Linked DNA regions of Macaca mulatta: region 1 is linked to region 2. The links are chromatin contacts, called in public Hi-C maps. All regions are on one chromosome and are shown on one strand. Each heading gives the region's core, a stretch centred on a gene start, on an enhancer-like site or on the middle of the called end of the contact. The rest is flanking DNA. Distances are from core to core; before and after follow the strand shown.

Region 1 (5,253 bases), core at 1,677-4,176, 160 kb after region 2:
CTATTGAATACGTTGATTAATTTGAGAAGAAGTGATGTCTTGATAATATTCTGACCTTGGAATGCAGTCTATTTTTCCAATTATTTAGGTCTTTCATTTTTACCATTAATGTTTCATAATTTTCAGTGTATAGGTCTTTCACATCCTTTTTCAGATTTGTCCCTAAGTATTTTATATTTTAATGCTATTGTAAATGGGGTTTTTAAATCTCAATTTATAATTGTTTGTTGTTAGTATTTAGAAATATGATTGATTTTTGTACATTGATCTTGTATTCTGATATCTCTCTAAACTCACTTATGAATTCTAGTAGCTTTTCTGGTAGATTCCATTGGATTTTCTACATAAATAACCATGCCACCTGTGAATAAAGACAATTTTGCTTCTTACTTTCCAATCTAGAAGCTGTTTATTTCTTTTCCTTACCTTATTGTACTAGGTTCATGCTCCAATAGAATCTTAAATAGAAATGGTGAAAGCAGAAATCCTTGTCTTCTTGATGTTAGAAGGAAAGCATTTCGTCTTTCATCATTAAGTATAATGTTAGCTACAGGTTTTTCATAGATGCATTTTATGAGGTGAAAAACAACTCCCTTTTTTCTTAGTTTGCTGAAAGATGTTATCACAAGTGAATATTGAATATTGTCAAACATTTTTCTCTATTAAGATGATCATGTGGTTTTGCTTTTTTATATTTTTCATATGGTGAATTACATTGATTTCTTGAAGTCAAACCAACCTTGTATTCTATGATAAACCCCATTTGGTCATGAAGTATTATTCTTTTCTTGTTATTTTGTATTTGATTTGATACGTTTTTATTCCATTTGTACATCTATGTTCATGAAGCATATTGTCCTATAGTTTTCTTTACTGGTGATGTTTTTGTCTGGTTTTGGTATCAGTGTAATGCTGGTCTCACATAATGGATTGACAAGTATTATCTTTTCTATTTTCTAAAAGAATTTGTGTAGAATTATTTCTTCCTTAAACATTTGGTAGCATTAGTCAGTTTAGCCATCTGAACCTGGAATTTTTGTTCTTAACTAAGAAAATTAGTTAAAACTAAGCACGCTTTAAACTACATATTTATTTTTTAAATAACTATGGGGTACTGGGTTATTTGTTTCCTTTGTCTGAGCTTTGGTAGTTTATGTCTCTCACAGAATTTCTCCATTTCAACCAAGTTGTCCAATTTATTAGCATAAAGTTGTTTAGAATTTCCCTTATTGTCCTTTTAAGGTCTGTAGAATTAATAGTAATGTCATCTCTCTCATTTCTGGTGTTGGTTATTTCTCTTTTTTCTGGTTAGACTGGCTAGACACTTATCTATTTTATTAATCTTCTCAAAGTACCAGTTTTGATTTCATTGATTTTATCTATTGTTCTCTGTTTTATCAATTTCCATTCTAATCTTTATTATTTCCTTCCTTTTGCTCATTTTCGGTTTCATTTGCTCTCCTTTTTCTAGTTTCTTAAGTTGGAAAAGAGGTCATTGATGTAAGATCTTCTTTTCGAATATAAGCATATAATTTTATCTTCACTCTGCCATGGCTAGAAATCCTACCCCTTGTTGTTGCTTTTCAATAAAGTTATAATCAGGCTGTATATACAATGTTATGTATTTTATTGGGCTAAGGCATTATGCCATGTGAAAGCTATGGTTAAAATTAGCATACTAATCCATTTTTTATCGACACCATTAAAAAAATAGCTAATGAACCCCTACCCAACCAGAAAACAAGAAGTGGGACTCTGCAGGACAGAGCAAGTCTGACACCAAAGCCGGTATCCGCACCCAGGAATCCCCAGAGATTGGTTGTCCAAGAGGGTCATATGGAGGCGCTTCCATTATTTTAGAATTTCAAGAAGCCTGAGAGAAAGTCACACTGTTACATGTGACAAGCCTGCCCAGGCAAAACAGAATGTCAAGAGACTCTACTTGGGGCTGAATTCTCACACTTTAGTGAGAGTGAGGCAGTCCACAGCCTCTCGCTCCAGCCAGAAGCTATGTTGGTTGTTACAAATGTTCAGGTTGTTAACGGTGGGTAGACGCACTCACTCATCATTACATAATAAGAGCAGTTTGTTTTGCAGGCAAGATGATCCAACATGCGGGGCCCCTGGCGGTGTGTGGGGAGGATATTTTAAAAGGAGCTTTCAGTGAGAATGAACAAAAATCAGGAGCTATGTGGAAGACAGAAGCACATAGGAGACTGACTTTACCCATGTCAAATGCTACCTTGACCCGGTCCTGGCACTCATTCCACCCTGCATCCTCACCTCAGACCATCCGTTGGTTAGGCCAACAGCTCACCATTGATTCATGCCCTGCATAGACCAACAGCTCACTGTTCACACCCTACCCTGCCCTGCCCAGCCCTGCCCAGCCCTGCCCTCTGGCCTTCTGCCAAGTCAGGTTCTTAGCAGCACACCCTTCACCTCTGAGAAGGCGCAATGGGAAAAACAGGTGAGACGATGGGCAGTCATGCCTGGGAGACAGAGTTTGCTTGCTATGGTGGGCAGATATTCCCACCAATCACAGTAGACCACAAAACAACAGGAGGACCTGGGCTGTGGATGGGGCGGTGATCAGTGAGTTCCTGGGACCTGTGTTTGCTGGGTGCGCCCAAGAACAGTGAGGTGATCTCTAAGACGCTGTCCACACTGAGAGCCTCCAAGGCTAACCTGCCTGACAGGGTTCACACAGAGCGAAAGCAGAAGAGAGAGTCTGGAAGGAGAGACCGGGATGTGTGAGGACAGGGCTATGTTAGGGATATCCAATTTGGTCTGGGGGCTGAGAAGTCTAATAGGAGCCTCCTTGCCCTGCATACCCACCAAATCGCAATCTCTCTCTCTCTCTCTCTCTCTCTCTCACTAACCTGCTCTCAGGAAGCTCACACAATCGCAGTTCACAGCACCATTTGCTACAGGGCACTTGAACAGGGAAAGGTGGTCTCCTAGGACATGAAGTCGGCTTGGAGAGACTGGGAGCTGTCCAGGGGAGGGCTGAGGGGTTTGTTAGGCAGAGGGTGTAGGTTACTTTACCTCACTAAAGCTTCTGTTTCTGGGTTCTGTATTTTTAGAATGCGGAAGGGGAAGTGTTGTCAGACATGTGACCTCAGGTGACTGAAGGTGCTGGGGTTTAAGGCCTTAACAAATAGGTGGCGAAAAAAAATCATACCCTCAAAATCTCCCCTGACCTTTTATTTAAGAGCCCTTAGGACCTGGGATGGGGGATGCGCAGGGAGCCAGGCGCGGCTGGTTCAGAAGCCCTGCCAGTGGCTGTCCAGTCCCGGTCTCTCCCTGCTGCGTAGGCGTTGACGGCTGCAGCCCTCCCAGATTGCAGCAGCGCCGCCCGAACCGCAGTGTGCAGATGCCGCTGCATGCGGCGCCCTCTGGCGTCCAGTGGCAGCTCGTGCGTCTGTCCTTTCTGCAGAGCTGATCTCCACCTTCTCTGTGTAGGTGGGGCCTCCTTTACAAAGAACCAGCCATGCCTTTGGGAGTGGAAGCAGATTTCATAGCCGAGACAGGAGAGCTTGCAAGAACCTCCCATGTGCCAGGCACAAGGTTAAAACAGGTATTATCATACATGCATCCATTCGTTTTCCCAATGTATTCCAGGCATCTCCTGGGAAGTAATGTGTAAGCAGAGGCCCCATAAAGGAAGGGAGCAAGTCATGAGCATGTTTGGGGGTAGTCTCCCAGAGTGGGGACAGCCAGGCCACAGGGATGCATTCTCTGGGTGTGGAGACCAGCAAGGAGGCAGCTGCAGAGGGTGGTTGGAAATGAAGTCAGAAAGATGTCCAGGGGACAGATAGTACAGAGCCTTCTGGGCCATAGGACTTCAGGTTTAGTTCTGAGAGCAGTGAACAACCATTGGACTTTGAACAAAGACATAAAACTCGATTCATGTTGTTTTTAAAATTACTCTGGCTTCTGCGAGGGCGTGAATAGGAACAGGAAGACCTGTGAAGAGACCAAGTGAGAGGAGAGTGTCTGGGGCCAGTTTGCTTCGCCTGCCAGAGGAGATAAGACATCTAGTTCAGAAGATGGTCTGAAAGCAGAGGCCATAGGAATCCCTGCTGGATTAACCAAAGGCTGTGTCCCGGGGTTTGGGCCTGAGCAACTGGATGAGGGAGAAGCGGTGCTACCCAGACGGATGGGGGTTCAGGTATGGGGGCATGGGAAGGAAGCAAGAGTTTAGTTTGGGATATGCCATGTTTGAGCTGCCAATTAGACTCCAAGTCATGATGTTCAGTGCACCTGAGCAGGGCTCTCTACCCTCTCCATCCTCTCCTTATGTTCTTTTCATGGCTCTTCTGGGTCTTTTTGTCATCTGAGGGCCACCCAGGCCTCCCCATCCTACCTCCGAAAGGAAAGGAAACCCACACAGAGCAGCAAGTCCACAGGGAAAGAATGGAGGAAAGGCACTCATATTCCAGAGCCACATCCCAACTGGATGGCAAGGTCAGAGGCAGTCAGGGTTCTAGGCTCCACTCTCCAGAGGGAAATTAAAAGAGGACAAAATGCCTTTTCTCACACACTGACAGGTCACTCACATCTCAGCCAGGAGTGTGGTGGAGTGATCATAGCTCACTGTAACCTCGAACTCCTGGACTCAAGTGATCCTCCCACCTCAGGCTCCCACGTAACTAGGACTACAGGTGGGTGCCATCCTGCTCAGACAATTTTTTAAATTATTTTTTGTAGAGGCAAGGTCTCACTGTGTTGTACAAGCTGGTTTCAAACTCCTGGCCTCAAGCAGTCCTCCCGCTTTGGCCTCCCCAGATGCTGGGATTACAGGCATGAGCCACTGCACCCGGCCCCTCCCTGCTCTTCTCACTCCATCTCATCCTGGGGGATCTCATTCTCGCCCTTGGCTTCAACGACCCCTCCATGATGATGACTCTCAACTCTCCATTCCCTACCCTCAACCTCTCTCCTGAGCATCAGGCCAGCATTGCCATCTGCCCTGTTGACAAGGAACAGGCCCATCAGAGCAGCCCCACAAACCCCCATGTATGCCAGAACTGCCCACCATGTGAGCTCCATCCCTCGACACATGCATGAGTGCACACACACAGGTGCACATGCACTGCACACACCACCCCTCTGAAGCCCTGCGAAGGCCTTCCACAGTCTCTCTCCCTGTCCCATCTCACTGATCACTGAATCCTACACCCCTATAGTGTTTCCCTTTTGGTGCTTTTCTCTTCACCACTGCCTTCATCCCTTCTACCATTCACCCAT
Region 2 (5,108 bases), core at 1,125-3,624:
GGACCATCAGCCTTCTATTCATTTGTGCACCTCCAATGCCAAGCACAGGGCTCTGGTCTCCATCACACTGTCTTTCCTGCTGGGTTCGCGTTAGTATAGAATTACATGCTCCTCACCCAAACCCTGCTTTTGATGCCAAGTAGAAAGTCATGGCTGTGCTCTTAGATACTCCAGCTTCTGTGGCAAGACTATGCTCCTGAGAAGCAAGGCTTTTAGTCTCCATCCCAAAAGCTGGAGGTATTTGTAAATCAGTTTTGTGAGCACCAGAAATTACCCAAGAAAAGGAAAACCACATCCATATTATAGGACTAGATAGTGTGCAAGGAGATTTCCTGTGCCCTTTAATATGCCAGACTAGCCTCAGATAAGATTATCTTTATTGATAGATTAGGAAATTGAGGCCCCAGGAGGGACTGACTCAGGGTTTCAGAGACAAGAAGTAACAAAACTGTGACTAGAAATCAGGCAGCTTCAGTTCCTGGCCTTCAAGCCAGGGAGAATATTGCTCCTTCACTTTCCCTCCACCTCCTGCCTACCTCTCCAGATGACAGTGTCTACATTGTGCCTGCTGAAGACGCAGGAAGTCACAAAGCAGACAGCTCTGCAAGGGCCTGCCCTCTGTGGACTTGGGGAAGAACACTGTGTACTCTTCCCCTCTCCATCTCAGCAATGCATCGATCCCAGACTTGGAAAAATCAATGTTGGCGAGGGCAGGAGAAAGATATGCTCAGATACATTTGTCATTTGAGGTACCTTCAGACGTACTCACCCAGCAGCAGCCTTTCAGCCTCTGTTCCCCATCAAAGCCATGTACCCAAACCAGAGCCACTGCTATAAGCAGGGCTGAAAGTGGAAATTGGAATGGTAGAATGCCAGGGTCAGAGGGATCTTTGAGGACCCCATCCAACTCCCCACTGCACAGCTGAGGAGTCTGAGGCCAAGAGGTAAGTAACCTGCTCAAGATTACACAGCTGGGTGGTGACACGGCCAGAACATAAATTCAGGTCATGGGATGCCATTCCCATGCCCTCAACTCTGGCTCACATTATGCAAGTATAACTCAGTGCCAGGAGGACTCTTTTCTTTCTGCTACACCATCGTGCCCAGCACACCTCTCTCAGAGTTCAGTGCTTTCAGGGAAGAAGTGAAGAACGGTGGTTTAGAACACAGGCTTAGGGTCAGGTGCATCTGAAAGTGTGAACTGTTCTTACAAGAAAATTACTTGTCTGTTTGCAGTTTATCTGTAAAACATCATGCCATGTGCCAAGGACTGTTTTAGTTACATGTATTAACACCTAAAATCATTAAAACTCATGCCACTGGTGCTACTGCCTATAGTTACTTTTGGCACAGAGAGATTCAGAAACTTGCCTAAGGTCACACATTCAGGAAGGGGCAGCAGTGGGCAGTGAACCCAGGTGATGCAGCTCTAGAGCCTGTGCTTTAACTACTGTGCTGTTATATGGCACACCAAGATCCCTGCACTCCTACTTACCCAATCTGGCAAACACAAGTGCCTGCCTGCAGATGACAACACACTCAGATCATCATGTCTACTCAGCTGCTTGCCAGACAGTTGGTCAGGGTCTCCCATCGCTGGTCAGTGGGTAGAGAGAAAGGGAAAGCCATGAGTCAACTTGGCTTCTGTAAGGTGCCACAGACTGTGTTGGTGTATTCCTGCATAAATGTAAATTTACAACACATCCTTTTATCACAGTCTGGTTTGCTTTAGGCTGCCTTATTTCTGAAGCTGAAGGACACAGTGGCATTTGGACACATCCAGGAAAGGCCTGGCAAATGGTGACTGCTTTTGACCCCAAAGAATCCCACAGTAATTTGGCTCCACAGTGGAGAGTGTCCCGGGCTGGGTACTCTAAAACGTCCCTCCACCCAGCATATTAATTATTCATAATGTCCTTAAATATTCTTCTGTGATGAAATGTTAAGTGACACATTAAATATTCATCATGATGCATCTAACACAGGGCCAAGGGTAGAATTAAGCAGAACAAATGTGATTTCTGATTTTATCTCTTTAATTCTAGGCACTGAACACCCCCAGGCAGCTAGGACTCCCATTCTATTCTGAAAGAAAGCCAAGAAAGTAGATTCCACAACATCCCTTTGTGTGCTGCCAAACTGTCTTTAAAACCTTGGCAAGAAGTCCTTTCCTTTCCTTTTCTTTATTTTGTTTTAACTTTTAAAAATTAAAGTATAATTTATATGCATATATGTATGCACCCACACAACCAACACCTAGATCAAGATATAGAACATTTCTAGCAGCCCAGAAGTTTCCCTCTTGCTTATTCTCAGTCAATACCCGCCTCCCTGTGTGTGTGTGTGTGCACGCGCGCACACACACACACACACACACATCACTATTTGACAGGAAGTTGTTTTTAAATCTAACTTAGATCCTTCCTTGTGATTGCTCTTCACTTCCTATCATTTTAACTTTGAAGGCAAAGGCCAGGTAGGCCATTGATTTGAAACTTACTACACTGGAAGGATGGAGAATATGAGGCTTTTGGAGGAGTCCACGGAGAGATGATGATGGCTTGGTCTGGAACAACTGGGGTGGAGATAGAAAGGAGAGACTTGTAGGGGGTGTATTTGAGAGGCAGAGGTGACCAGATTCGAAATGTGACATGAAGGAAAGAATGGAATCAGGCATGACCTGTAGGTTTTGCCTTGAATGTCTTGATGCAGGGGTTACCATTTGTTGGGAAATGGAAGATGGTGGAGGAGCGGGTTTAGGGGCAGGGTGAGATCAAGAGTTATGTTTGGACTTGTGGACTTGAAATAACTGTTAGGCATCCAAGTGTAGAGTCCAAGTCATCCAGAGATCAAGGAGACAGCAGGCCTGGAGAGAGATATACATTTGGGAATCATCTGCGTATAGATGGGTTTTAATGCCTAGACATGGCATGGAATCACCCAGGACATACAGAGCAGAGAACAAGATCCAAGACGGTCCTGTGCAGACCCACTGCTGAAGGAGTCTGCCTCAGTCCTCAAGCCAAAGGGGCGGTTTCACAGTCAAAATAGGGGCATGTGCCCAGGGTAAGAATTGAAGCCATGCTTTCAACATTTTAAAAGTCTTGTTTTGTTAATTAAAAACAATCAGACAGACATGTGGATATTTCACTCTAGCTGGAGTCAGCTACCTGTATAATTTTTAAATATCTGTACATGCATCTCCACTTTTCTTCTGTTTTTGTTCAAATATTTTGGTGTTTACAACTAGGCTCACTCTCTCATCTCAACATGAATTATGGCAGGTGCTTGAGAAGTTTCTGGAGGAGATGTCCAACACAGAAATGAGTTTCATTTTTATAGAATTGGTAGAAACATAAGACACAGGAAAATTGTGCTGTTCACAGAATTTGATTGGAATGGCTATGTGATCAAGGGCAATTCACTTAACTCTCTAAGTCATCGTGGCCCAATAGAGCTTTCTGAAAATGTTCTAGATCTGCACTGTCCAATGTGGCAGCCAGTAGTCATGAGTCTATTGATAACTTGAAATGTGACTGTGACTCAGAAACTAACTTTATTTATTTATTTATTTATTTATTTTGAGATGGAGTCCTGCTCTGTCACCAAGGCTGGAGTGCAATGGTGCGATCTTGGCTTACTGCAACCTCTGCCTCCCAGGTTCAAGCAATTCTCCTACCTCAGCCTCCCTAGTAGCTTGGATAACAGGCACCTGCCACCATTGCCGGCTAATTTTTGTATTTTTTGGTAGAGACATGGTTTCACCATGTTGGTCAGGCTGGTCTCGAACTCCCGACCTCAGGTGATCCACCCACCTCGGTCTCCCCAAGTGCTGGGATTACAGGCATGAGCCACCGCTCCTGGCCACTTTTTAATTTTAATTAAATCAAATTTAAATAGCCACATGTGGCCAGTGGCTATTGTATCGAATAGAGCAATTCTAGGTCTTTATGCTCAACTGTAAAATAAAGTGTTTATGCTAGAATCAATCTCTAAGCTTCCTGACATAGTTCCCAGTGCAGTGGCACATATTGGGCACTCAATAAATACTTGTTGATTAGATGTTTGTAGAATGAAAGCCAAATGAATAAAGATATGAACAAATGATTAATGTATTGTCAGGGAATATCATAAATAAAATTAATTTAGGATAACATCTTGGAAAACCTAGAGTTTTGGAGGCTGAAAAGAAACTCTGGCGCTGGCCACAAGTGGGTGGGAACTCTTGGCAGTCATTTATGTGGGAACAGAACCAGGTAGAATCCAGATCACACTTGCCTTTCCACTTCCTCTATACTTGGAAAAGCAGCTTCCTCTTTGGGAGTATTTTCATAACCCAAGTCTCCCAGTGAGAAGGACTCTCAGTGCTAGAACTACAGGCTGGGAAGAATGTCAGGAAAGAGGGAACAATTGTTAGGAAGCCACAGTGACAGCTGCCAACACTTGCATTCCTATGTGCAGGAAAGACTTCCTTCAGACACAGCTCAAAATAGCCACTGCCCCCAAATTTGCTGGTTAAAATAAGTGGGTAAGTCACAACCACCCATCTTGGCTTTGACTGTCTCTTCATTTCTGTTCTGAGGAGTCTCTCCGTTGTCAACATGGATTATAGCAAGTGCTTGAAAAGTTTCCAGAGGGGTTGGCCAACACAGGAGGCATGGTCCCTGTAGCTAGAAGACCCAGCTGAAAAATTTGCCTTCGATGGAAACATGAACATGACAGGCGGAGAGCAAGGGCATCGTGTATTGGTCTCTGCCTCCTCCATGAAGGAGCACTGCATCTCCACCACACACAGTTCTGCTCAGAACCAAAGCTGGCAATCTTAGCTAGGGTTCTCTCCCTCTCTCTCTCTCTCTCTATCTCTCTCTATCTCTCTCTCTCTCTCTCTCTCTGTCTCCTCTCTCTTCTCTCTTTCCTCTCTCTCTGTCTTCTCTCTCCTCTCTCTCTTCCTCTAATCTGTGAACTTTTGGCTTTTGTTTTCTGGGGGGTGATTCTTTATTGTGGTAAAATGTACATTGCAAAATTTACCATTTTGATCATTTTTAAAGGTACAATTCCATGGCATTACCTACATTTACAATGTTGTACAACCATCACCACTATCCATC

The links. Hi-C and Micro-C count contacts between places; a contact is called where the count stands out from the background.
Region 1: a contact with region 2 is called in a Hi-C map of CD4 T cells, with 6 times the contacts expected there. The contact joins two enhancer-like sites. A contact is called at or near these places in 7 of 14 Hi-C or Micro-C datasets (CD4 T cells, blood, cortical neurons and 4 more).

What each region holds. Positions count from the first base shown.
Region 1 is chr1:129,569,380-129,574,632 of T2T-MMU8v2.0, forward strand. No RefSeq gene overlaps it. Among named protein-coding and RNA genes, the nearest start is that of KCNA2, 15 kb to the right of the region's middle. Within about 2 kb of position 2,927, at least 14 of the 40 cell types and tissues checked have an H3K27ac peak or open chromatin away from gene starts, as enhancers often do. A contact at or near this core is called in CD4 T cells, where this site is marked.
Region 2 is chr1:129,414,512-129,419,619 of T2T-MMU8v2.0, forward strand. No RefSeq gene overlaps it. Among named protein-coding and RNA genes, the nearest start is that of CD53, 88 kb to the left of the region's middle. Within about 2 kb of position 2,375, at least 2 of the 40 cell types and tissues checked have an H3K27ac peak or open chromatin away from gene starts, as enhancers often do. A contact at or near this core is called in CD4 T cells, where this site is marked.